Linked DNA regions of Xenopus tropicalis: region 1 is linked to region 2. A link is a contact called in public Hi-C data. All regions are on one chromosome and are shown on one strand. Each heading gives the region's core, a stretch centred on a gene start, on an enhancer-like site or on the middle of the called end of the contact. The rest is flanking DNA. Distances are from core to core; before and after follow the strand shown. Region 1 overlaps magi1 (membrane-associated guanylate kinase, WW and PDZ domain-containing protein 1). Region 2 overlaps magi1 (membrane-associated guanylate kinase, WW and PDZ domain-containing protein 1).

Region 1 (3,077 bases), core at 381-2,880, 63 kb after region 2:
GTAGACTCAACTAAAACAGTGCCCCCTAGTGGGCAAATTATTAGAACTGGTGGGAGATTTGCTTGGACCTCCATTGGCCTCTTTCCCACCCACAGCCACTTCTCATTCATTTGAAAGGGCCTTGGGTTGGGAGTTGAAGTTCTGAAGAACTACAGGTTGGGTAGTGGCATTGCCTGTTAGTGTCCCCTTATTGCCCTCCTGTAATAAGTATTGCTCTGTTACCCCTGCTGTCATCTCCCCCCCCCCCCCCCCAGTGTCACTATAAGTGGATCCCAGGGCCGACACCCCCCCAACCCTGTTGGCTCCCCCATGTGGACAGACAGCCTTGGTTCCATGGCAGTTGAAGTTGTTTCTAACGTAAAGGATAACTACGCCTTTTATTTTAAAATCCCTTTAAGTTACTCTAAACAGCCCCCAGAATAACATATCTTCCTCCCTGCATACGGATTAATTTTTTTTACAGTTCAACTACAGCTCTTTTACTGACTTCCTTGTCTAGTGTGAAGCCCCTCCCCATTTGCATTCTGAGCCCTCCTTCTCTCTCCAACTATGAAGACCTCAAAAAGGTGCCTACTGGGCATGATTGACTGATTTTAATTGGAGCAGAGGCAGTGAGCATGCCCAGTAGGCACCTCTTTGAAGCAATCATAGTGGGAGACAGTAGGAGGGCTCAGAAAGAAAATGGGGGTGGAGCTTCATACTAGACAAGGAAGTCAGTAAAAGAGCTGTACTACTCCGACTCTACCCCCCCCCCCTCCCCTGCACACTGCATACACATTTGCGGCTGTGATGAGGGGGTGCAGCGTCAGCACCCACATTTGCCAGTGGAGGTTGTAGTCAAGGGCCGGCCCCACTGGGTTTTATCCCTGGTGCTTCACTGACCCTGGCCAAGAGAGGGTCCGATAAGGCCTTGCAATTAAACCCCTATTTGAGTGGACGAATGGAGGGATTGCTGGTTGTGAGAGTGCTGGAGAGGAGCCCAAAAAAAAAAATATTTTGCTGTGGGACCCTGGGAGGTCAAGTTAGGTAACCCTGGCAACCGGACAGTCCATTCATTTTTGGATAAAAGAAAGGCAGACCCCCCCCCCCCCCCTAAAAAAAAAACCCCAACACTATGAAAAAGGGCTATTTGCAAAGCTGCATAAAGTCCCAGTGTATAAATCAGCAAGTTAACATGCAGGTGAACTTCCCCTTTAAATCTTCACACGTATAAGATCTGGCAGAACTTGCTGGCGGCAGCACACAGTAACAGATGGGCGCTGTTTATTTTAGTGTTAATTTTAGGGCTCGTGAAAGTAATGACTTGGCCTGGAATCATCTAAAAAACTAAGCAGAAAACTCCTAGATTTTCACTTAAGTTTTTCAAAACTTTCCCAGCAGCTGCCTTTTTCTAATGAGGAATCTTGAGCAGCCCCCCCCCCCGGCCAATTCTCTGCCCCCCCCCCCCCCTCCCGCACAGGCGAATATGAACCCAGCTTCATAATGTGGGGCCACTCTGTCCCTTCAATGGGCACTGGGGGCTAAAGGGGGCAATGAATTTTCTATGTTCTGTTGGGCCGAGCCTGGCCCTGACATTGCATTGTGCCGGAGCACGCTCGGATAAGGGTTTGCTAATTGAAATTCAAATGCAGTGAGATGGGGCTTTGCTATTCAGCTGAGCAGCCCTTTGTTTCTCATCCCCACCATGAATGCCGTGCAACAATGCGCCACTCAATGCCCCTAATAAATGCGACGGGGGAAAGCCAGAGCCCAACAAAGGACGGCTATGTGTTTCTCTTCCTCCTCCGCTCCCGTCCAGCCATGGAAGTGCCCTTGCCAAACCCATAGAACGAAGGTAGAAAACAAAAGAAAATTTCCGTCATTTTTATCAAAGTATTTTGTGGTATTTTTTTGTTTTTTTCCCCCCCTAACATGCACATTTTGCTCCTGTCGCCTAGGTAACTATTATGGGACGCCCAAGCCCCCGAGCCAGCCCACCAGTGGGAAAGTGATTTCCAGGGATGCTCTGCAAAACCCTCTGGCCGGCTCCAAGCAGTCGACTCCCAAGCGAACAAAGTCTTACAATGATATGCAAAATGCAGGCGTAGTGCATACCGACCACTATGAGTTTGATGATGATGCTCCTGAAATGAGCAGTAGCTTTACAGGTAAACAGAAAAAATAAGGAAAAAATTGAATTTTGCTTGTGGTTTTTTTTTTTTTTCTTTTTTTGGAGCCTGTGTACGGCATCACCTTCTCTATGGACTAGAGGCGTTCCATTGTTGAAGGGGTGGTTCACTTTTAAGTTAACTTTTGCTATGTTACACATTGGCCTATTCTAAGCAACTTTTCAATTGGTCTTCATCATTAGTTTCATTAAAGTTTGTAGACTATTTGCCTTCTTGTAACTGTTTGCAGCTTTTTAAATTGGAGTCAAATTAGCAGCCAAAAACTATTGGATTTATCAGCATTTTTACTTTTTATATCTTAGTTTTTTCTATTCAGGCCCTCTCCTATTCATATACAGGTATGGGATTTCTTATCTGGAAACCCGTTATCCGGAAAGCCCGTGTCCCATAGACTCAATTATAAGCAAATAATTCTAATTTTTAAAAATGATTCCCTTTTTCTCTGTAATAATAAAACAGTACCTGTACTTGATCCCAACTAAGATATAATTACCCCTTATTGGGGCAGAACAGCCCTATTGGGTTTATTTAATGGTTAAATGATTCCCTTTTCTCTGTAATAATAAAACAGTACCTGTACTTGATCCCAACTAAGATATAATTACCCCTTATTGGGGCAGAACAGCCCTATTGGGTTTATTTAATGGTTAAATGATTCCCTTTTCTCTGTAATAATAAAGCAGTACCTGTACTTGATCCCAACTAAGATATAATTACCCCTTATTGGGGCAGAACAGCCCTATTGGGTTTATTTAATGGTTAAATGATTCCCTTTTCTCTGTAATAATAAAACAGTACCTGTACTTGATCCCAACTAAGATATAATTACCCCTTATTGGGGCAGAACAATCCTATTGGGTTTATTTAATGGTTAAATGATTCCCTTTTCTCTGTAATAATAAAACAGTA
Region 2 (3,209 bases), core at 538-3,037:
CTAACATCTATCGTCATCTATATATCAATCTATCTATTGAGTCTTTATCTACCTATCTATAGTTCTTTCTGACAATCTATTATGTCTATTTTTCATCTATCTGTTGATCTATCTATCTAACTATCTGCCTATTATGTCTTTATCATCTAGCTCTTGATCCCTCTGTTTGTTTGTTTGTCTGTCTGACTGCCTGCATTTCGCTCTGTCTGTCTGTCTGTCTGTCTGTCTGTCTGTCTATCTGTCTATCTATCTATCTATCTATCTATCTATCTATCTATCATCTATCTATCTCGTCATCTATATATCAGTCTATCTGAAAAACTATCTATCTGTCTATCTATGAGTAAAGGGTTGCTGTTCGGCCCGTATACCCTGTGAGATACTTGTTGGCTGGGCCTATATCACCCTATATAACAGGACAGGGCTGCCGTTTGTGCCAGAAGGAAAATGGAAGTAATAGTAAGTGCAGCAGGAACACAGCCCCCCGTGCAGCAGAAACACCCTCCCCCGTGCAGCAGAAACACAGCCCCCCGTGCAGCAGAAACACACTCCCCCGTGCAGCAGAAACACAGCCCCCCGTGCAGCAGGAACACAGCCCCCCGTGCAGCAGGAACACAGCCCCCCGTGCAGCAGAAACACACTCACCCGTGCAGCAGGAACACAGCCCCCCGTGCAGCAGGAACACAGCCCCCCGTGCAGCAGAAACACAGCCCCCCGTGCAGCAGAAACACAGCCCCCCGTGCAGCAGAAACACACTCCCCCGTGCAGCAGAAACACACTCCCCCGTGCAGCAGAAACACACTCCCCCGTGCAGCAGAAACACAGCCCCCCGTGCAGCAGGAACACAGCCCCCGTGCAGCAGGAACACAGCCCCCGTGCAGCAGGAACACAGCCCCCCGTGCAGCAGGAACACAGCTCCCCGTGCAGCAGAAACACACTCACCCGTGCAGCAGGAACACAGCCCCCCGTGCAGCAGGAACACAGCCCCCCGTGCAGCAGGAACACAGCCCCCCCGTGCAGCAGGAACACAGCCCCCCGTGCAGCAGGAACACAGCCCCCCGTGCAGCAGAAACACAGCCCCCCGTGCAGCAGAAACACAGCCCCCCGTGCAGCAGAAACACAGCCCCCCGTGCAGCAGAAACACCGTCCCCCGTGCAGCCTCACACAGTAACTATAGGGGTAATATAGTACAAACTGCATGACTTGTACTATATTACCCCTATAGTGTACTTGTACTATATTACCCCTAAATAAAAGCGACCAATCAAATGTTTGCTTTCAGGCAGCAGCCCAGTAATTGCTGCATAGTTACTGTTGCTACTTTTATTACATTCCCCATAACTTTTTAGGAAGCAAATAAACCAGGTTTATACGGACACATTTTCTCTATCAATATCCTTTTAATGGTTTCTTTGCTTTTAAATTAACATTTTTTGTACATGGGCATAATACAAAGTCGCTGTGCAGGCATTGCTGTTAAAATCTGAATTATTTCCCAACTTATTGTCATCTTTCATTATTTTCCTCTTCAATCCCTCGGCGGCTCCCCCTTCTGGTGCCCAACTCATTGCCCGATGGCAGAGGTCAGCGACCAGTCAGCACGTAAAATAATAAAGTGGAGGAAAGAATATTAAATCATTAAATATGACACATACAGTGAAAAGGCAAATGGTCCAACAATTTTAAATAGATTTCTGGCAGTTCCACCCTGACCAGGTCATTCCCATTATACACATAGCTGGCTGGATTATAACTGGTATGTACAAACATGCCCAACCCACCTAAAACCTCACCGGCTTCTCAGTAAGCCCCTCCCCCTTTGGAAACATCATTCAGTAGTGATTTGGGATAGCTGGATTCCCCTGTACTAAGCACAATTCAGCAGGAACAGCCCCCTAAGTTTGCTCATAGCCTGTACAGAGAGATACCATAAAACTATGGCACATAGGGATTCCCCTGTACTAAGCACAATTCAGCAGGAACAGCCCCCTAAGTTTGCTCATAGCCTGTACAGAGAGATACCATAAAACTATGGCACATAGGGATTCCCCTGTACTAAGCACAATTCAGCAGGAACAGCCCCCTAAGTTTGCTCATAGCCTGTACAGAGAGATACCATAAAACCATGGCAGCATAGGGATTCCCCTGTACTAAGCACAATTCAGCAGGAACAGCCCCCTAAGTTTGCTCATAGCCTGTTTATTTATGGGGGTCCAGCTTGATTCTGGTTCTGTTAAACCGCGATATTGGAGGTTGGAATTTAATAAAGTTCATGAGTTTATTAATATGAGTCTCCCAGGGCAATATGCACAGTAAGTCATGTAAATGGCAATGGGGAGGGTAAATCAGCTAATTGCCCTGGGCTAAGTCTTGGCTGAACCAATCAGATATGTATAATATTTGTTCTTTAGTCTCAGAATGATAAAGGTAATTTAATCACCCTCTGTTGGACTACAACTCCCAGCATCCCTTAACATCCTATGACTGTTGGTCTAAGTTCAGCGCCGGCTCGAGGGGCCCAGTTGGAACATGGCTTCACGCCGTGGCCCCGCGATGTTCGCGCAAACAGAGCGTTGGCCCCCGTGTCCGCGGCAAAGTGTAAATTAGTCTAATTGACACCGGTGGGAAAACGCGGCGAATGAAGATTAACACGGAGGCCGGCATTCGCGTTATTGGCCGACACATGGGAGTCATTAGCTGGAACAAATGGAAATTACATATTCACAACATGAATAAAAATATTCCAAATATGAGTATTCATCTGCGGAATCGGTTTTTCGGTTTCCAAAGTGAGAATTTGGTTTAAATCAAGGAAATTCTTATTTTTATAATATTTATATTTTTGTTCTCTGTGTCCTCAACCTAAATATTTCCCATGGTGCAACCAACCAGCCCAGTGGCTCCCTGACAAGCACAGACAGTGGCACAGTGGCCCCCCAGTGGTGTGGCCCCGGGCTAGTTAGTAGGTTACACTGGATAAACGGCTGATCTACTATATTTGAGTTTGTATCTGTGAAAGCCTTTTAAGCTATCAATACGGATCTGTGCCCAGTTAAATCCATCTCATCCTTCTCTCATTCTATAAATGTCAGCGTTTCATTAGGGCCGTGATGAATACGGAAAAAGTACAATATTAATAATGATTTTATGCTAAACCCTAATGGTGTATGGCCTGTCTGTCTCACAGAAATCTGATCTGCAGCCGTATT

The links. Hi-C and Micro-C count contacts between places; a contact is called where the count stands out from the background.
Region 1: a contact with region 2 is called in a Hi-C map of neurula embryo, with 2.2 times the contacts expected there. The contact joins two enhancer-like sites. A contact is called at or near these places in 2 of 5 Hi-C or Micro-C datasets (neurula embryo and tailbud embryo).

The regions. Positions count from the first base shown.
Region 1 is chr4:143,981,516-143,984,592 of UCB_Xtro_10.0, forward strand. magi1 (membrane-associated guanylate kinase, WW and PDZ domain-containing protein 1) reads left to right here. Exons shown (of 22, transcript XM_031901233.1): 4 at 1,938-2,147. Among named protein-coding and RNA genes, the nearest start is that of magi1, 220 kb to the left of the region's middle. Within about 2 kb of position 1,631, at least 4 of the 11 cell types and tissues checked have an H3K27ac peak or open chromatin away from gene starts, as enhancers often do. A contact at or near this core is called in neurula embryo, where this site is marked.
Region 2 is chr4:143,918,829-143,922,037 of UCB_Xtro_10.0, forward strand. The region is part of intron 2 of magi1 (membrane-associated guanylate kinase, WW and PDZ domain-containing protein 1); the gene reads left to right. Among named protein-coding and RNA genes, the nearest start is that of magi1, 160 kb to the left of the region's middle. Within about 2 kb of position 1,788, at least 1 of the 11 cell types and tissues checked has an H3K27ac peak or open chromatin away from gene starts, as enhancers often do. A contact at or near this core is called in neurula embryo, where this site is marked.